Linked DNA regions of Mus musculus: regions 1, 2, 3, 4, 5 and 6 are each linked to region 7. Evidence: chromatin contacts called from public ChIA-PET and promoter capture Hi-C data. All regions are on one chromosome and are shown on one strand. The core of a region is the stretch at or near the end of the contact, and the rest is flanking DNA. Distances in the headings are between cores, read along the strand shown.

Region 1 (2,700 bases), core at 69-2,568, 750 kb before region 7:
TAACTCTGAACTCACAGAAATCCATCTTAATAAGACCCTCCCTCAAGTGATTCTCCAAGAAGCATGGAGTAAGCTAGCTACACTTCCACTCTCCCCACACAAGAGCTCTGACCCTCTGCACCCTGATACATCAGACCCCAGGATTCTCTTCTTGACTGCACACTTACCTCACGGTCTTCAAGGAGGGTCACCACTCGGCCAGGCTAGACAGGGAAGAAAGGTTTTGAAAAAGACAAATTAGATATTAGCACTTCCGAAAGGACTATGAATGAACCTTATTGACATGGGGGGCTTGCCTGTCATGCACAAGACCTTAGATTCAATCTCCAGCAACACACACACACACACACACACACACACACACACACACACACACACACACACCTTTAGTCCTGTTGTGACTTGAACCTGTAGTTCCAGCACTTCAGCACCAGAGAGAGAGATTTGTCACAAGTTTGAGGCCACATAGCAAGAAATAGGTAAGATGGAGGAGGGGGAAAAAGAGGGGGGAGAAGAGGAGGAGGAAAAGGAGGAGGAGGAGGAAGAGGAAGAGAAGAACAAGGAGGAAGAGGGAGAGGAAGAGAAGAGGAAGAGGAGGAAGAGGGAAAGGAAGAAGAGGAAGAGAAGGAAGAGGAGGAAAGAGTGCCAGCCTAAGCCCCAAGCCTGGGAGAGGACCTTTCATCGAGTGACATGGAGTGATGGGCAGATGTGGAAGAGACAAACAACGAGCGGCCCAGATTAGTAACCAGCACAAGAATCCACAGGTGCAATCACCAACCTGATTTCCAGGCACACAAATTTAAACCACAAACCAGGTTTACAATTTTCTCTTAGTTAGCCCAGGGTCCCTGCCACTCCAGGATACGAGTGCCCACTCTCCTGCCAACCCCACTCCACTCCTCTGGGCACAGAAGGATGCTCACCATCTTGTCGCTGCCCCTATGGAAGGTGTCTCCCTGCCAGAACCGTCGGCTATAGCCACGAACGAAGCCCACACGGCTGTCACTATAGGCAAAGTCCGGCTTCCACACTAGGGAGCCGTACCCGAAAATCCACAGGGCTTGGGGGTCGCCATCCCCCCAGGAAGGCTGCGCGGATGATGGTGCAGGGGACAGTGAAGGAGGCGGAGTGCTCTGGGATGCGGACTCCTGCTTCATGGTGCCGGGCGCAGGGACGGACCCGGGTGGCCTCCGAGACTGGTCTCCGGCACGGGCACGGAAGGACCGACGGACGCGTACACCTGGCCTGGCACCGATCGGTCGTTCCAGCTGAGTGGTCCCTCCAGAGGCGCTCTTTAAACCCTCCGGCCAGGAAGGCCCTCAGACTGCCTCCAGCTGTCCCTATGATTGGGGCGGGGCAAATCTCTTTCTGGCCAATCACCTTTAGATTTTGCTTCTCGGTTAACCGCGCCGCCCTCCGAGTGGGTACCAGAGCAGCCCGCCCCAGGGCCAACGCGCGTGCTGATTGGTTCGGCTCCTCCTCCCGTGGCAGACCTGGCAGGAGTGATGCAACGGCAGGGAAGGTTTCCCCAGAACTGGCATGCAGCAAGGGCGAGTCAGATTGCGTCAGGCTGCTGGCACCGGGAACGGGCCTTAGAATGGGCGCGGGCACCCGCCGTCTCCCGGGAAGGCCCTCTCAGTGGTCTAAACGGTGTCATCCCTGCAGTCCAGCCGGTGCACCTGGCAGAATCATTGCCGCCCAAAGCAGTGGCCAGTGCAGGGCACGACCAGTAGGAATACTTTGGGCGGCACGAATTCTTGCCTTTGGGGCCCCGCCTAAAAGCACGCACTGCAGAGAAGCTGTTTTGGACACCCTCCGCATTCCACTCTGGTGCCTCATACTGTTGCCCACGTGAACAGCTGGAGAAACTGAGTCACGGGGTGGTAAGGGGTTTTGCAAAGGCTGTAGTTGAGTCAGACTGGTTGGCACAAGCATGCAGGCCTCACGTGACGGCTACACCCGGGCCAAATGTGAGACCCCTGAGTTCAGGCGGGTTAGAAGAAAAGTCAAAACTAGACAGCCTTGGGCAGAGTAGTCACATTGAGGATGACTGTTAGTACCTGTGGTACAAAGCTACAAAGAGAAGAATGCCAGGCCACTTTCACCCCATGGGTACGGGTTTCATTCTCTCTAGCTTGAGATCTTGCAGCAGTGGGCAATTTACATAGGTACCAAAGTTTGGAGAAACGTTGGTTAAGGACAGCACAGAGGACTAAGGGCACCTGCAGCCTTTTCCCATAGCTTCTTGCCAGGCAGTGGGTATGGGCCCTGGCACTGACGTGGGCAACCAGGCACCAGCCATCTCCTTGGAAGTTCCTCTCTGCCTGAACCCTGCAAGAGTCACCATTGGGCTAGGTAGTGGTGTCACACTCCTTTAATCCCAGCACTTGGGAGGCAGAGGCAGGTAGGTGGATTTCTGAATTCCAGGCCAGCCTGGTCTATAGAGTGAGTTCCAGGACAGCCAGGGCTGCACAGAGAAACCCTGTCTCAAAAAATAGAGGGGAAAAAAAAAAAAAAACAGTCACCATTGGCAGGTCTCAGGATCTGTCTCCCCAAGAGCTCACCCTCTCTGGTGGAGCCAGTGCCACCCCAAACTGCAGGATGGAGGAGAGGTCGAGTTTTGCTTCCTAGGCAGCAGCAAGAGGCAGCCTCTCTGGGCATCTCTCATTGGGAAAGGGAAACAAAGAGCAGAAGGCCTTT
Region 2 (2,700 bases), core at 16-2,515, 950 kb before region 7:
TTCCTGGAGAATTCCGTAGTTCCCTGTACTCCTTGGCACGATCTGCCACTGGGTTATTTGCTCACATTATCATCAAAGACAGGTACCATGAAGACATGGCTTACGAAAATCAAAGAGAGCCGCAAAGGATCACTGAGAAAGCATTGTAGCCATACAATTGTATCATACACTACCAAGGGCCTTTCAAAGGTATGGAGGTGTTTTCTGTGCTTCTCAATTCCCAAAGCCCTGTTGCTCCTTTGTTCAGGTTAACAAGGAAGAAACTAGAGTATGTATGTTTCTGGTACAAATTCACAGATTTTGGAGTACATCCAATTTCAATATCAATTGCATAAAGTACAGCAACACAGCAGATATCAATATATATAAAAATAGGACAAATGTCTTCACTGTGTCTTTAAACCTTGACCACTATACCCGTGGCTTTTCTCCAACGATTCAGATTTAAAAGCCTCACTCGGGTTTTTGGACTCTTGATTGCTTAGAGGTCTTCAGTTCCTGGTCACAAGCCTTTCTCTATGATCTTCTTTGTTGAGTTTTTCCCTGTGTGTGATTTTAGTAGTTTTAGCTCTTGCTCAGAAACCTCATTAGGATGTATAACGTTTTCTCCAGGAACCATTCACATTTCCTGGATTTGCTTCTACTTTATCTACTGTTCAGGATGCTTCTGTAGGAGGAACCATAAGGAAGAAAATTCGCGGACCTTCACGGGCAAGAGTGGAGTGGTGGTGTCTGTGCTCGAGATTCCGGGCTTTTGAGCAAGACAGCACCGGAGGAACCACATCCCGGCTCCAAGAAGCTACAGATGAACGTACAGGTATTCTAGCCTTCGGTTACCCAAAGCACCGGAGGCTGCATGGGACCATCCCAACAAAGTCACCGCACCCCAGATCAAGCCCTCAGCGACGACCGCTGTCAGTACTGAGGCCAGCCGAAGGCGCCGGGCCGCCTTCCCACCCCCAACCCGAACTCACAGCCAGTCTCCTTCTTGATCTCCTCGAGCTCTTCGTCCCGCAATAACGTGGAGGCCCGAGACCCCATCACCGTGACGGGAGCTCCTCCGGGAGCGGCAGCGCCAGAAGCAGCAGCGGCAGAAGGGAAGGAGGGAGGGAAGGGCCAGGGGTCAAGAAGGGAGAGGGCACTGTTTCTCTTGCGGCCCGGGGAGAGAAACAAGGGGTGGAGCGCGGGGGAGGGCGGCCCGACACCAGCCAATCGGGAGCGAGGCCGCGCCCTGCGCAGGCGCTAACGTCAAAGCTTGGCTCTCGAGCCCGGAATGAATCAGCCCGGAGGCTGCGGGAGTCCGAAGGGAAGCAGGCCCCGCCCCGCGGAACCAGGGCAGCCGCCGGACTTAAAGCGGCGATACCGCTGTGGCGCTAGGGACTGCACTTAAAAGGGCAGTGCGGTCTCGCCACTGTGTTCGAACAAACCAGAGGCAAACTCACTAGGGTAGCCAGCAGGTTTTTCACAGGACTCAGGTACCAGGAGTCCCACCCTACAGGTGACGGAGACTCAGGAGAGAAACCAAACCCACGAAACGAGGGACAAAACCCTAAGGTGGATCCCCAGAGTAGTGCAGTGCACTCTTTCTTGCTCGCTCTCCATCTCTCTGTATCTCTCTATCTCTTTTTCTCCCTCCTTTCTCCTCTCCTCTCCTCTCACTCTCACTCCCCTGGTCCTAAGAATAGGGAGTCCACAGCCACTGTGGCCCAGCACGCCTAGAGACTGCATCTTTCCTGCGCTCCTCCCCCCGGCCGCAGGGGGCGCTGAGAGCCGCCTGGGGTTTGCATGGCTCCTGGCAGCATCTTTTCTGCTCTCTCTACCCCGGCCGCAGGGGGCGCTGGGAATGGGCTCGAGGCTGCGCGCTGATTGGCTCCTCCGGAAAGAGGCAAGTAATTCACCCGGAGGGCGAGGGCGTGGTCGGCTCTGCGGCTTCAGTGGCTGGCGTTGAGAACTTTTTTGCGTCAAAGCTGTGCCGGGATAACTCCCAGAATTTTTTTTTTTTTTAACAGTAGTCCCTCGTTAGTTTAAGGAACTCACCATTTGACTAGAATTAAGGTCGGAATTTCTCAAACTCCTTTGCTGTGGGGACAGAGGACCCTGAAGGTGAGAAAGATTGTGACCGAGCACGGTTTATTTATTTGGATTTTTTCTTGTCTTAAAAATTAGGATTTTTAAGCCTGGCCAAGACTAGTCAGGGCTTTTCTGGAAAAGAGAATCATTTCTCCACTTCTAGAAAGGGTTTTACAGGCTCAGGCTGTCCTGAGCATAAACTCCTAATTCTCCCATGAGTGGCAAATCTTTAAACAGGATTTCCCAATATTGCCTAGGCTGGGCTCAACTTGCATCTTTCCTGCTTTCACCTAACAACTGCTGGCTTACGGTTTAAAAATCCGAATTTTTTTTCTTTTTGGTTTTTCGAGACAGGGTTTCTCTGTGTAGCCCTGGCTGATCTGGAACTCAGTATGTACATCAGGCTGGTCTTTAAGTTAACAGAGATCCACCTGCCTCTGCCTTCCAAGAGCTGGGATCAAAGCCAGGTGCATTTTATTCTTCTGGTATTTTGTTTGTGCTGATGAAAAAGCTGAAAGCTGCATGTTAGTGTACACCCTCTCAAGTGAAGCCTTAGTTTTCCTGTAGCTTCACGAGTCTGATCCCTTCACTCCTTGGTTTAGAACCAGCTTACTACCTAGATATCGTAGC
Region 3 (2,700 bases), core at 181-2,680, 690 kb before region 7:
AGGTGGGCACTTACATACCCTATAGGTGGGGAAGACAAGAGAAAAAGGCGTCCAGAGGGGGGTGAGGCACCCAGAAACCCAGAGAAACCCCAGTGTTAGCTGATACTTCTGCTTCCCAAGTATATTCCTACCCACAGGGTCTTGGTTCATAAAGAGTTCAACATGAAATAGTTTTCTGGTTGTCTTTATTGGAAGGGTCCTGGGCTCTTCCCACACTTGTGACAGTAGTAAGGGATTGGTTCTCTGTGCCTGAGATGAGGTTGTATCATGATATGCACGTTCCCAGTGGTAACGGGGGTGGGGGGAGACAGTACAGGGAGGATGGTTTTGGCATTCTCCCTTATGGTCTTTGGCCAAGAGAAACTAAAGTCCCTTCCTTGCTGTCCACACAGTATGGTTCAGTGAGTCTCCATTGTATGTAGAGAGTTCTGGGAACCCAGTCCTATCAGTCCAGTTCATAGGCTACAGTTGCTTTCTCGATAGTCCGCTGCAATATCATCATAGTGTGGGTAACCCTGCGCTGCTCTCCTACACTCTAAACTGCAGCCAGCTTTACCCCGGGACAATCATCTCCATTGTTCCTGTTCAGTAACAAAATTCCCTTTTGGATCGACCCTCCTTCACTTATAACATTCACGTTCCACCAAGTTCAGTGCTCATTCTGCCTCCTCTGCTACCTCAAGATGAAGTCTGGTGGGAACGAACACATACACAGACTCCAAAAGCTTTAAAAAAAATCCATAGAACAAGACACAGAAGCCTGGAACCTATATTCAGTTCTCCCAACTGCAGCCTATAGACAAAAGTAACAAGTACTTCCTTATCTGAGCCCAAGTTCCCTCTTTTGAAGGACCTTTGAGTTAAGGCCTAGATCACGAGGCTGTTCCTGTGGCTCTTTCAAACTTCGACCAATGACAAGCTGGGCAAGACAAGAAAGGCCTGGGGCTTAGATCCTAAACACACGCTGCAAGCTCTAGAGCTTCTCTCCCCCGTAAATGCTACCATAACAGAAAGGGGCAGAGGCGGCCTCTTCTAACTTACCAGAATGGGGGATGCCCACGCTAGGGCAACCAGTCTGCAAGACGGCCGAGCGGGACAATGAGTCCTCGTACTCATCCAGGATGGACGCCATGGCAATCAAGTTCTGGATCTCTGATCTGGGGGCTGGGGGTCACAACTGGGACCCCGGTCGTCCTGGATTTGCAAGTTGTGCTTCCCCAGCGTCTGACAGATCCTGAGAACCTTTTAAAAATTCTGGGGCCCTTTTCGCTTTCTCTGTGAAGGACGAGACGATCGAGGAGCCCCAACTAGTCCATGGCGCAGCTTTGCACCCCAGCTCCAGTCCCAAGAGATTATAGGCTCCCCTTAGCAGATCCCAGGTAATCACAACCTCGCCCAGGCAGCTCAGCTGACTCCCGCCCCCGTGACGCGTGCTTATGACGTGCTTCCGGGTTTTTCAGCCGCGAGTGTTAACTGGAGTCCTGGGCACCTGAGCCTCCACAAGGAGGCGTTGTCGGAGACTCGGCGCGGCGGGGGAGGAGCGCTTGCGGGCCACCCTGCTGCTGCAGTTCCTCATGTTGGCGCTAGGAGGCAGCCCGGGATTTCCCAGCGGCGTCCAGTAACAGGCTTGCGCGGATCCTAGGCTTCCGCAGCTCAGACTTCACTCCCTCAGACTGTCACTGAAAGGCCGGCGGTGCTCCTCCATCTGTCACACTACCTCCTGTTCCTCAATCGAATTGCTGCCTCAGTCCACCTTCACAGGCACAGGCAGAACAGTCTGAGTGTCCCTTCTTTCACCCCAGGGCCCCCTAGCTTCCAGAGGAAGTAGCTGAATGGGTCACAAGTGTGGCTCAGTGGTGCATAAGCACCTTGCCCAGCGGGTATAAGACCTGGATTTTTTTTTTTTTTCCTTACACCGCAAAAAGAAAACCATACAAAATTTAATCTCCAGCAGTGGGAAGGCTGAGGCAGGAGGATTACTAAGGACTGGGCTACAGACCCCCAGAAAACAAAACAGAAAGAAATTGACAACGCAATGGCCAGGTTAAGTAAGCTGCCTCATAGTAGCTCCTTAGTGTAGGGGGAGAGGCAAGGGTCACCGGGAAAACTGAAGCAGGCTACTTCCAGGCACTCTATACGTTGAGTGATGTTGACTGTCCTTGTCTAGCATGTGGGAAGCCTTAGGATCAAGCCCTAGTATCAGAAAAAGAAAAGGGGGTTATATATAGTCTTCAGGAAAGTCACGAGCGAAACCCTATAAGCCGTGTAATGGGGTGGAGAGGAAGCGGGGCTGGCCTTGGGCAGACTGTGGAAGCTATCGTGTGATCCACTGGAGGCTATAACTGGGGATAAGATCTGATGTTGGTACTGGGAAGCAGGTGTTTGAAAAGGACATGAGACCTGAGGCAGAAGACAGGCCTTATGTATCCATCCGGGAGAGAGAGAGCTGGGAAGTGGGAGACCATCTCAGAGGAAGGCACCAGAGACCTAGTGACAGGTTAGGTATGGCAGGCAGATGAAGGAGAGTGTGGGGACAGCTGGAGACCTGGCTGGTGGGAACAGAGGAGGAGCCAAATGAGAGGGGGTGGAGGTCACATGACTGAGCTCAGGGCACTGCTAGGGAACTTACTGGGGAACCCCAGCTTTACCTGTAACCTGCTCCAGGGCAGTCACCAATAACTAACTAGTGAATGTTTATTA
Region 4 (2,700 bases), core at 31-2,530, 880 kb before region 7:
CCTCTTATAAAGTGTTACTGTTAAACTTTGTGAACATTTAAGGTCTTGTTTACGGACACTTTTTCTCCTGAACTTAAAGCATATCGAGGCCAAGAAACATTAAAAAAAAAAAAAAAAAAAAAAAAAGAGCCGGGCGTGGCAGCGCACGCCTTTAGTCCCAGCAAGCGGATTTCTGAGTTCGAGGCCAGCCTGGTCTACAAAGTGCGGTTCCAGGACAGCCAGGGCTACACAGAAAAACCCTGTCTCGAAAAACAAACAAACAAAAAAAAACAAGACATTTTTTAAATAATCATTTTCTAGACTTTAATTTTAAGCAGTTCAGTTCCAAAGGATGCAACTTGGACCCAACTGGAGTTGCACAAGGCACAGTACAGGCAAAACAGATAATATTAAACAAGCGATTCTTGCAGAAAACGAAAGGGTGAAGTCCAACAATTCTATATACGTCTTGGAAACGAGTGGATTAAGTGCAGAAGACTGCATGATGGCGCACACTGTAACCTCAGTCCTCGGGAGGCTGAGGCAGGAGACATCCCCCGAGCTTGACGCTAGCTAGCCTGGGCTATTAACCAAACCCAGACAAAATAACCATGAAACAACCGCCCCGCCCCGCCCCGCCCGCCCCAGCTCTGCGGTTGCTCGAGTGTGGGCAGGGCGACTCACCCCACTGGGGAAATGGAAAGTGCATGGAAGGTGAAAGCGCCTTCGTGCCAACGGTCTCGGGCCGAAGGGGGACAGTGTCGTCAGGAAGACGACCAGGAGACGTCTCCAAGTTGGCTCTTACAAGGATCCATCCCCGCCCGAGCTGGCCTCGGGGTAGGCCAGCACTACCTGGAGAAAACTTCCAGCGACAACGCCAAGCAGTCCCTCCCACCTGCAGGACCAAAATGAGTCCCTGGTTTTTGGGCGGTTTCCATTGACGTTACTTCCGGAAAAGTAACCTTTCTGTGGCAGTTGCAGGGCCGCTGAGCTCTCGCGACATCTCCTCCCGCGAGATCTGCTTGCTCACTCTAGCGATGACATCCTCCTCCTCCTCCCCGTCGCCTTTCGGCAATCTTCGCCAGTCCCAGCCCCGACCAATCTGCACTCAGATAGTATAGATGAGGGTCTCCCCCAGAACCCCGGTCCGCGCGGGGCGTCGGGCGGCGGCAGCGGGGTACAAGCTGCACGAGGCCGCCCGTAGCGGCACGGTCGGCGGACACGGGCTAGCGACTAGCAGTGGGCGTGGGCGGGGCAGGGCTAAGCCGGCCGAGTACCTGCTCGATTGTTCTGGCCTGGCTATGGCGCCTCTCCTCCCCCCCGCCATGGCTCCCCGTGTCCCTGCTCCGCTCCTCTCAGTGAGTGAAAGTGGCCGCCGCCGCCGCCGGCCCAGCGCCCGCAGCCGCCTCAGCGCCGCCGCCATCTTGGGGTCCCAGGAGCCGCCGAGGGAGCGAGCTAGGAGCGTTCCCGTCCAACGCAGTCACCGTCCCTCGGCCTCCGAGAGCGAAGCGCGGCTCCACAGTCGGCGGGGCGACCCCCCCCTCCGGACCCCGCCCGCCCCCCGCCCCCCCTCCGCCGCCGCCGCGGCGGCGGGGCCCCTCGGCCCGAGGTGAGGTTGAGAAGACGTGGGCGGGTGGACGGAGGGGGTGTCGTGTAGGCCCCTGTGCGCCCCTCTCTGCGGGCGACGACTGGGCCGCTTCTTAAAGGGGCCGTCGCCCCCGGCCCTGGGGTTTGTTGGGGTTAGAGAGGATGGGTGTGGACACTCCCCATAGGGTTGGGACCTCAGAGACCTGGGCCTCGGCTCTCCTGTCGTGTATCTCTGGCTCTCCGGGGTTATGGGTGACCTCGGCCACCCGAGGAAGCCCGTGGAGCACCCACACGTGGGGAGTGTTAGGCCAGGTGCACGTGGGACCCGGTGGGGCGGTGTCGCTCTAACACGTGTGTGGGTTTGGGAGTGGGGAGGGGCAGGGCGGAGGCTTGTCGGGCTGGACCAGGAACCGGACGAGGGTTCTACCTGTCAATTCAAACGAATGAGATCTATGGACTGGATAGAGTATCAGTTTAATGGGGAGCGAGCCACGGTTACGGGCGAATGATGCAAGTTGCTAGTTGGTGTTAGACGGGGACAGGCTAACACGTGCACAGACTTAGAAATGTGTCTGTGACAGCACTTCTGGGTTTTCGAGGCGTTTGCAGTGCGTCTCAGCAAGTGTCATCTTACTTTGACAATTCCTTCTTGAGCTTGCTGATGAAAAGTACTACTTCCGTAATCACGGAGGATGGAAGCCCCCTACAGTTTAGAAGTTGGATATTGCCGAAGAAGGCGTTTAACTATTTTAGTTCAGAACCAACTGTGCTCAGGACTCTTTGATTTACATTCTTGTACTTCTTAGGACTCGGGAAGGAATTTGGAGGTTGAACTCCTTAAAACATCGCTGATGATCAGCTTAGTTTTCCCAGTTAGTGATCCATGATTTACATCCCTAATTTTCACTGTGGGTTATTGATGCTTCCTTTCTTCCGGTCGTGTCTTTTTTTTTTTTTTTTTTTTTCTTTTTCCTGTTTGTTTTTTGTTTTTGGCCTGGATGGCCGGGAACTTGATATCCTCCTGCCTTAGCGTCCATGGTGCTAAGATTATAACTGCACTTCCATCTCTGGCTTTTTTTTTTTTCCCCCGAAGGAGTAACATCTTTATCAGATATGATTGCAGCTCAAGTGAAT
Region 5 (2,727 bases), core at 153-2,652, 510 kb before region 7:
GAGGGGGAAATACTAAAACCAGGAAGGATAACAAGAGGTTTATAGCATGGTAACAGCAGTCTATTAGTGATTACATAGATACATTCTTTTTTTGTTGTCTTGTTTTTGAAAGATTTTATTTTATGTATATGAGTACACTGCAGTTGTACTGATGGCTGTGAGCCACCATGTGGTTGCTGGGATTTGAACTTGGGACCTTCAAAAGAGCAGTCAGTGCTCTTAACCACTGAGCCCTCTCTCTAGCCCCCAATATATTCACTTTGTATTCACTCACGTATACACTTGTATTTTATACATCTTTGTATTTTATACTTCATTTTATTTTTATTTCTTGGAAGTTCCTTTTAGATTTCTTTTTTGTTCATGAGAATTTTGCCTGCATACATGTGTGCGTACCACAAGCATGCCTGGTATCTGAGGTCAGAAGGCGGCACTGGATCCCCTGGAACTGGAGTTATGGTTGGTTGTAAGCCACCATGTGGGTACAGGAGCTGAACTCAGTTCCTTGGGAAGAGCAGCAAGTGCTCTTAACAGCAGAGCCACCTTCCAGCCCCTGTTCTTCACTTTTCCTTTTCTGAGACAGCTCTTCCATTTGTGGCTCAGGATGGTCTTGAAACTGTCATCCTCCTGCCTCTCCCAAGTGCTACGATTATATAGGTGAGTCATCTAGCCAAGATTCTCTTTAGAAATTTGTTTTATTTCTCGGTCTTTGCTACTCTTTTGCTTACGCAATCTTTGAACTCTGGGGCCTTCTACTTCAGTCTCCAGAGAGACCAGCCACTACCCTCATTTTAAAGTAACCAAGAATCTGTTAGCCCTGGCCCTACTACGTAACAGCTGTGAGCACTTTTCTCTGATCTCAGCTTCCTGCGTCCGGACCACAGAAGTGAACCTGAAAGTTTGTAAATCCCAGCATTGGGAGACTAAGGGTAGCAGTTCGAGCCCTGCCCAGCCTAGGTCGTGACCTCGGGTCTCAAAACAAATGCTTGAAGTACAGGTCGGTTTTCTCCACAACGAATTCAGTGGGTCAGTTAGCGTCGGTCGGTTGGTCGCCCTGCTCCGCCTTTCTCCGGTTTCTCAGCGTAGAGGGGACCCACAAAGCTGGCTACGGGAGCACTGGCCTGAGCCGGCTCAAGAAGCCGAGCGGCCATGGAAGGGGTGCGCCGGCGCCGCACACTCACCTGTCCCGCGGCCACGGGCCGCTCGCTCCTCCGGGCAGCCGGCTCTGCACACACCACACTCCCCCCACTTCACCCGGCTCGAACGCGCTTCGTTGCTCCTCTGTCAGGTTTTCTACGAAAAATTTCAGTCTTCCTGGCCACACCTGTGGGAGCGCCTCGGCTTTGCCCAGGCGCGGATCTGCGCACGGCGCGCGACTTTCGGAAATCCCGCCAAATCCTCACGCTCCTATCGCTGCAACGTCATCACGCCTTTCTCCGACCCGCCTCATACCTACTTCCGCTTCTGCTGCGAACCTGACGGACATGCCGGACGGCTTTGAAGCCGAGTGATTTCGTAGGGTCACTCTTCCCTTCCTTTATGATTGTTCTGATCCGGCCTTTCTGGTTACCCGACTGAGGACTACAAGTCTGCAAAGACGATGTGATCAGCCCAGGACTACATAACCCAGAATGCACTGCTGCGGAAGCACCTCTGCAAAACTTCTTGCACAGCGGATGTGGACTTCGGTCAGAAAGGCTTTGGCCAGTTCTGGCAGAGTGTGGATCTTTGGTAGTTGGGATGGTATGCTTTGGAACCAGGTGTTCTCTTGGTCTCTGTGGGCGGCAGAGATGAAGAAGCTGGAATAAAGATAAAACCTGCGAATGGAGCCAGCGATTAGAAAACCAGTGTGGGAATCAGCGAGGTGGAAAAAAAAAACCTTTTAATTGGGCGGGGGTTGGGACCGGTGGATATAATCTAAATATATACATTCATAAAACTACCAAAAACTAAAGCGAAATAACTCACTCTCTAGTGTTTTTTTTCTTCTCTCGCTTTGTAGTGGTTACTCCAGAAAAGTAGGAGCAAAATTGAATAAAGTAAAGGTTTGTGGAGTTTGCCAGGAACTTCGTATGTTTCTTGTTATACATCTAGGTGTTTTCAGACAAGATCTCATACTCCTTGAACTCTTTTTTTTTTTTTTTTTTTTTTTTTTTTGGTTTCGAGACAGGGTTTCTCTGTGTAGCCTTGGCTGTCTGGACTCACTTTGTAGACCAGGCTGGCCTCGAACTCAGAAATCCGCCTGCCTCTGCCTCCCAAGTGCTGGCGTGTGCCACCACCGCCCGGCTCCTTAACTCTATGCCAAGAATGACAATCCTTCTCCCACCTTTGTTTCCTGTACTGCTGGAACATTACTATGTTCTGTGTTGGGGATTGAATCCTGGATTGTATGCATGCCACACAAGCACTTCAACAACGTAGCTGCATGCTTAGCTGAAAATTACTTATATTTAATGAGTACACTGTAGCTGTCTTCAGACATCCAGAGGGCATCAGATTCCATTTACAGATGGTTGTGATTCCATTTACAGATGGTTGTGAGCCACCATGTGGTTACTGGGAACTGGACTCAGTGCTCCTAACTGCTGAGCCATCTCTTCAGCCCTAGGTAATTTTTTTTTTAAGATTTATTTATTATATGTAAGTACCCTGTAGCTGTCTTCAGACACTCCAGAAGAGGGCATCAGATTTCGTTACGGATGGTTGTGAGCCACCATGTGGTTGCTG
Region 6 (2,700 bases), core at 49-2,548, 730 kb before region 7:
TGTTGAGTGAGAAGGTTCCCTGGGAAGCAAAAGGGGGGGTGGGGGACATTAGAGATAGCGATATCAGCAGGGAGGGAAAGGAGGGGGTGCCTCGCAGCAGCCTGTTTAATTAATCTAATTGCAGGATATAGTTACGGAGCTCGGCTCAACATAACTGGTGTTCGCGCAGCGCTGCGCGCGAGCTGAGAAGGCAGGGGAGGGATGAGGGATGCGGGAGTGTAAGTGAGAGCCGGGGGGTGGGCGGGCGGCGCCGCGTTGGGGGTTTGGTAATGAAATTCGTATCCCAAGAATTGGGGAGAAGGAAAGGGAAGAAACTGGGAGGAAAGACTAACCAAAGCCTCTCCGGGATGATCCTATGAGAGAACAGGGGGGCGGGGGCAGAAGAGAAAGAGCCCTTGGGGCTCTCCAGAGAGCGCTTTGGAAAGGAGCTCTGGTGTCCCGGCGCTCCCTTCTTTCCCTTCGGTTATCTCCCGGTGCATTTAAGTTGTGCTTACCGGCCAGGTGAAATTGAAGGGCAACTGCAGAGGGTTGCGACCACTGCCGCTATTCTTGTCCCTGACGACGAAGGAGTTGGTGCCCAATACCGGCGTGGAGACATTGCCAAAGGTGCAGGGTCCCTCGGAGAAGGTTGCCTGGAAGTGCTTAAGGCAGATGCGGAAGAAAGTCCGGCAGCCCGGTTCGCAGGACTGCCCATTGGCCAGCATACCGCGCTGGTTGACGAACTCCTGCAGCCGCAGCTGGAAGATGCCGGAGCCCGCAGCGCGCTGCTGCACAGGGACCGAGAGAAGGAGGGAGGAGAGCGGTCAGGCTCAGCCGGGGCCGGGGCGCAAGCCCGGAGCGCTGCGGGAGGGGGCGGAGAGGACGTGAGACATTACCTGCGGCCACAGTACCGCCAGCAGCAGTAGCGCCCAGCGACAGGCGCTCCGGGACGCAGGCGTCATCCCTTGGGGTGTCCTCTCCACTCCGGGACTCCGAATCTGCTTGTTAGGGATGTCGCTCTCCCGCAAGTCCCGTCTGCCAGCCGAGTTCCTGAAAAGCTGATTCCCCTCGGGACGCTGCTCCCTTGTCGCCTTCTCAAAAACTCCGCTGCTCGATGCCTCGGTAGGTAATCCAGGTGAGGGCGACTGGGCGGTGGCTGCTCTAAGTACGTGTCCTGGAGCAAATCCTAGGGTCTCGAGCGGGCTAGTGAGGGAGTACACTGCACCCAAGTGACTTTGGCTGCAGCTCTTGGCCTCGGGTTCCTAGCCTGCGAGCAGCGCCGCTACTGAAACCTGCTTGCTCCAGAGCCTTTCTTATATATATTGGCTGCTCTTCGCAGCCTGTCAGTCAGACAGACTCACGGTCACTCTCCCCTCCCCTCCAGGCCTCTAGTGGCTACAGTCCCAGCACCCACCGGAGGGGGCCTCCGCCCCCGCCGCTCCCCCTGTCAGCCAGCCAGTAGGGCGCAGGTCCCCGCCCCTCTTCCAACTTCTGGGCTTCCAGCTCTGCGCGTGCCCGGCGAGCAGTCCTTAGAGATCGTCTGCTTAAAGGCTGAGACCCTCGCCACCAGAGGATAGGAGGGTAGCCCAGTGATGCGGCGGGAGGTGAGGTGGTTCCCGAATGGTCCAGGGGGTGGAAACTCTAAGGGGTCCCCGTAGGCGGTGCACCTGATCCAGGCATTAGATACCTACAGTCCTCTAGCAGGTGGGGAAAGCTTAAACTAGGAAAGCAAAAAGCAGGACCAGGGGATTTGGATCTCCCTTTCCTTTCCAGACTTTAGGTAGCTCCTGCCTCGCTGGCCTCCAGCCTATGTGTGCCCACCCTCCACGCGTCCCCAGCACCGCAGGGAAGCCATCCGACGCCTTAACCTTTCCCTGGCTATTCCAAGCAAGGCAAAGGGCCAAGCGTCTAGGACTCTGGTCTTCTCTGCACCTGGTAGGCGTGTCACCTCAAGCAGCAGGGCGTGCCCAGCGCGTGCCTTCTCTCTTTGTCCCCCACCCCCACTCCCTCCTGGCTCGTGCTAGAGCCAGGACTAGAGGTTCGAAAGAGAGGTGGGGGGCGTGGTTCTCGAAGTGGGGGGGGGGTCCTCAGCTGTATGGTAATGAGGTTCTAGTCTTTTCCCTCAGTGCCTATCTCACCTGGGTCGCGCTTGGTCTCCATATCCTCATCCTGGCCCCCACCCGCGTCCCCTAGCTCCGCTGGAGTAGGGAGGAAACTTTCTTAATTCCAGAATTTCCTTGGGCCACTTGAGAGGCAAGGTGAGAGAGCTTGAGGCTGATCAGGTCTAGATCTCTCTGCATAGGGCAGGATGTAGGGTGGAACTGGAGGCGCATAGAGTTGTTTGAGTTTCGGGTGGTTTCACCCATGTCACACGCGCGCCTCTCCCGGGTGGCCTCCGAGCGCAAACCCTGCAGCTGCTTTCCCAGAACCCGTCGTGCTCCCCCGAGGCTGCAGACCGGGGAGGGCTGGCTTCTCCCAGTTTTGGGGGGTGCTAGATTTCTCTCTCTCTCTCTCTCTCTCTCTCTCTCTCTCTCTCTCTCTCTCTCTCTCTCTCTCTCTCTCTCTCTCTCTCTCTCTCTCTCTCTCTCTCTCTCTCCTACAGTGAGAGCGGTGGGGGCCCTGTGGCTTCAGCTGTCAGCCCTCCCGCGTGGTGATTGCTGGCTATGGTCGGACGATAAGATCAGTGCGGGCGGGGGTTGAGGGGAGCAGGGACGCGGCTCC
Region 7 (2,700 bases), core at 194-2,693:
TAATCCCAGCACTCAGGAGGCAGAGGCAGGCGGATTTCTGAGTTCGAGGTTAGCCTGGTCTACATAGTGAGTTCCAGGACAGCCGGGGCTATAAGGGGAAACCCTGTCTCGAAAAAAACAAAAAACAAAACAAAACAAAAATGTATTTATTCTCACCCCCCCCCCCCGCCGTGTGTGTGTGTGTGTGTGTGTGTGTGTGTGTGTGTAAGTCAGGCCACAACCTTAGAGTTGTTTCTCTCCTTCCACCATGGGGTTTCGGGGGTGGGGGAGGGGTGACCAAACAGGTCCTCAGTCTTGGTTAGCAATTATCTCTATCCACAGAGCCATCTCACCTGTCCGTGACTAGTTCCTTCTAGTTCAGACCCAAGTGCCATCTCATCAGGGAGGCCTCTGTTCAAATCTCCCTCTGCCCCGACTCCCCCACCCCCAAGCCTCATTGCTGGGTAATGAACTAAGGCCTTATGTACCTTGAACAAGTGCCCTTCCTGAGTTACATGTCCAAACCCTTCTGAAACCACACTAGTTCTACCTCCAATGCCGTCTTCTCTTGCTTTACACTTGTTAATACTGATTCTATCTGATGTTAAACATGTCTTATTGCCCATCCGCGACACACACCCCGATTCATTCCTCCCCAGAACTTAAGCTTCACAAAGGTTGGGATTTTGTGTCTTTTACTGTTCGCCTTCAGTGCTCAAAATGGTAGTCGATAAATTCTCTTCCATGAATGACAGCTTATGACAGCAATTACCCAGTTATTATAAGTTCCATAATTGAAATGCATCTTAAATTCTAACCTAGAAAAACCCTCTATATTTTATGATGAGGAAAAGCTGCAAGTGCTCTGCTCTTCAGATCCCTAAGCTGCTAGCAAAGTGAGAACACTTATTAGTTGAAAGCAGGTACTTTACAAACATCTTGAATCCTCCCAGAACTCCATAAAGCAGCATTAATATCTGCGTGCCCCCACCCCTCCGTAAACATGTTCAAGGTCAAATAAAAACGGCTGAGGTGAGTTTCAGAACCAGATCATATGGCAAATTCCAAACTCTCCCAGTCTTGCCCCCTGGCTGGATGCAGGGCTCCACGCCGTTGGGAAGGGGGTTTGGGGAGACCTGCTCTTGGCCGACCTCCTCGATCCTCCCCTCGCCAGCCGAGCACCCAGCGGCAGCAATTTGCGTCCGGTCCTTACCTCGCCTCCGCCATCCTGCATTCCCAATACTTGCTCTCGCCCTTCCGCAGACCTTTATCCTCCGAGTGCTAACTGAGTCTCCCTCAACCTTCAGCTGGCTCTGGAGCTGCGAAGATCGTCACCCCGTGCTCCTAAACAAAACCACGCACCCGATTCCTTCTCAGAATAGCCTCCTCACGCCCCCATCACGCACGGGCCGCCAAGTTTCAAATTTAACGTCTCTTGACGCAGACGTAGCCTCGCCGCTCCCCGCTCCCGCTCCTCCCAAAGCATTCTGGGGATTGTAGTGTATCCCGGGTTTAAGCACGCGCTGCGCAATGCACAATGGGAGTTGTAGTTTCAGGTTTGAGGTGCAAGGACCAATGGTTGTCCTAGCACTGCAGCGTGCTCAGGCACTTCGAGTTTGCTCTGTGTTTCCTTTCTAAGACAAGCCTTCGAACCCAGGGAGAGACACTTTATTAACAAGAGGTTCTTTGATGGTTTCAGTTTCATAACGTGTCTTTGAGTACATTACTCTTCTGGGTTGCTCCGAACAATTAACTGTGCTACGCCTAGGTCTTGTCTGAGCCCCAGGTCTTAACACCTGTCCAGGGATCCTTAGGCCACTCTCACCCAGCTGTTTCCTGTGGAAAGACTGTGTTCTCGTTTTTCTCTTTTACACAAGACCTGGTTTAGCACTGCACTTCCTTTCCCCAGCAAGCCCTTTGACCTCTACAACTTCTCAACTTTGACCAACTTCCTTTAAATTCTCTTGGAAGTGTACCATTTGTTCTCTCATGCAGCCTACCAGATGTCCTGTAAACTACGATCTAACACAGAATACAAACAGGGTAAGCGCTTTGCCTGTCTCACTGGAGCTAAAGGCTTGGTAATGCAGGCCTATAGTTCAGCTACTCTGGAGACTGAGATGTGAGGACCAAGACTTCAAGACCATCCAGGGCAACTTTACTTCACAATAAAAAGTTTGCTTTTGTTTTTTGTTTGTTTTTGTTTTTCAAAACAAGGGTTCTCTGTGTAGCCTTGGCTATCCTGGAACTCGCTCTGTAGATCAGGCTATAAAAATAACTTTTATTCTCCTGTTGTGATTGTTGTCTGAGGGGCTTACTGCCTCCATCTGCTGACCTAGATCCACTCCTAGAAAATTCTAGCCTCCATAAGATCTAATCTAGGTCAGCCTCTCAATTTTGTTGAATAAGCTCACCCTTTCTTGTTCTTTCTGAAGTCTACCTGGCTGGTTCAACTCAGCTGTTCTGGCTCAAACTCCTCTCCCAGCTGACTGACTCAATCTGGCTTCTCTCCCAGCCCCTGAATTGCTCTGCTTGGCCTCAAACTCACTCTAGCAGTCTTTTCTATTTCCTAATCTTCTGGCTCTTTCTCAATCTCTTGCTCATTCTGTCTTTACCTGTGTCCAGCTTGTTCTCTTTTCAACCTGCCTCCCTCTCCCTCCCGTGCTGCTCTACTCTCCCTCGCAACAATACTGCACTGCTCTCCAGGACTGCTGTATCCTG

What was found. Promoter capture Hi-C pulls out the DNA fragments that hold promoters and counts their contacts. ChIA-PET counts read pairs in DNA pulled down with a chosen protein or histone mark.
Region 1: a contact with region 7 is called in a promoter capture Hi-C map of pre-B cells, with 4 times the contacts expected there. The contact joins the promoter of Chac1 here to the promoter of Bub1b in region 7. A contact is called at or near these places in 2 of 39 promoter capture datasets (liver and pre-B cells).
Region 2: a promoter capture Hi-C map of pre-B cells shows a contact between it and region 7, with 2.9 times the contacts expected there. The contact joins the promoter of Exd1 here to the promoter of Bub1b in region 7.
Region 3: a contact with region 7 is called in a promoter capture Hi-C map of liver, with 4 times the contacts expected there. The contact joins the promoter of Vps18 here to the promoter of Bub1b in region 7. A contact is called at or near these places in 2 of 39 promoter capture datasets (liver and pre-B cells) and 1 of 115 datasets of contacts at active chromatin or transcription factors (microglia).
Region 4: a promoter capture Hi-C map of pre-B cells shows a contact between it and region 7, with 5 times the contacts expected there. The contact joins the promoter of Ino80 here to the promoter of Bub1b in region 7. A contact is called at or near these places in 2 of 39 promoter capture datasets (cranial neural crest and pre-B cells).
Region 5: a Ronin ChIA-PET map of embryonic stem cells shows a contact between it and region 7, with 6 read pairs. The contact joins the promoter of Rad51 here to the promoter of Bub1b in region 7. A contact is called at or near these places in 3 of 39 promoter capture datasets (hematopoietic stem and progenitor cells, liver and pre-B cells), 1 of 484 Hi-C or Micro-C datasets (CD4 T cells) and 2 of 115 datasets of contacts at active chromatin or transcription factors (bone marrow-derived macrophages and embryonic stem cells).
Region 6: a promoter capture Hi-C map of pre-B cells shows a contact between it and region 7, with 2.7 times the contacts expected there. The contact joins the promoter of Dll4 here to the promoter of Bub1b in region 7.

What each region holds. Positions count from the first base shown.
Region 1 is chr2:119,349,860-119,352,559 of GRCm38.p6, reverse strand. Chac1 (ChaC, cation transport regulator 1) reads right to left here and starts at 1,318. Exons shown (of 3, transcript NM_026929.4): 1 at 924-1,318; 2 at 168-203. The coding sequence starts at 1,157.
Region 2 is chr2:119,546,192-119,548,891 of GRCm38.p6, reverse strand. Exd1 (exonuclease 3'-5' domain containing 1) reads left to right here and starts at 1,265. Exons shown (of 13, transcript NM_172857.2): 1 at 1,265-1,885; 2 at 2,010-2,103. It overlaps Chp1 (calcineurin-like EF hand protein 1), which reads right to left and starts at 1,185. Exons shown (of 7, transcript NM_019769.3): 1 at 975-1,185. The coding sequence starts at 1,041.
Region 3 is chr2:119,287,472-119,290,171 of GRCm38.p6, reverse strand. It overlaps Vps18 (VPS18 CORVET/HOPS core subunit), which reads right to left and starts at 1,430. Exons shown (of 5, transcript NM_172269.3): 1 at 1,042-1,430; 2 at 1-19. The coding sequence starts at 1,132.
Region 4 is chr2:119,476,267-119,478,966 of GRCm38.p6, reverse strand. It overlaps Ino80 (INO80 complex subunit), which reads left to right and starts at 1,280. Exons shown (of 36, transcript NM_026574.4): 1 at 1,280-1,588.
Region 5 is chr2:119,111,489-119,114,215 of GRCm38.p6, reverse strand. Rad51 (RAD51 recombinase) reads right to left here and starts at 1,402. Exons shown (of 10, transcript NM_011234.5): 1 at 1,182-1,402.
Region 6 is chr2:119,324,382-119,327,081 of GRCm38.p6, reverse strand. Dll4 (delta like canonical Notch ligand 4) reads right to left here and starts at 1,298. Exons shown (of 11, transcript NM_019454.3): 1 at 876-1,298; 2 at 495-767; 3 at 1-19. The coding sequence starts at 941. It overlaps Gm14207 (predicted gene 14207), which reads left to right and starts at 885. Exons shown (of 4, transcript NR_030683.1): 1 at 885-1,101; 2 at 1,753-1,914; 3 at 2,106-2,237.
Region 7 is chr2:118,596,954-118,599,653 of GRCm38.p6, reverse strand. It overlaps Bub1b (BUB1B, mitotic checkpoint serine/threonine kinase), which reads right to left and starts at 1,443. Exons shown (of 23, transcript NM_009773.3): 1 at 1,193-1,443. The coding sequence starts at 1,206.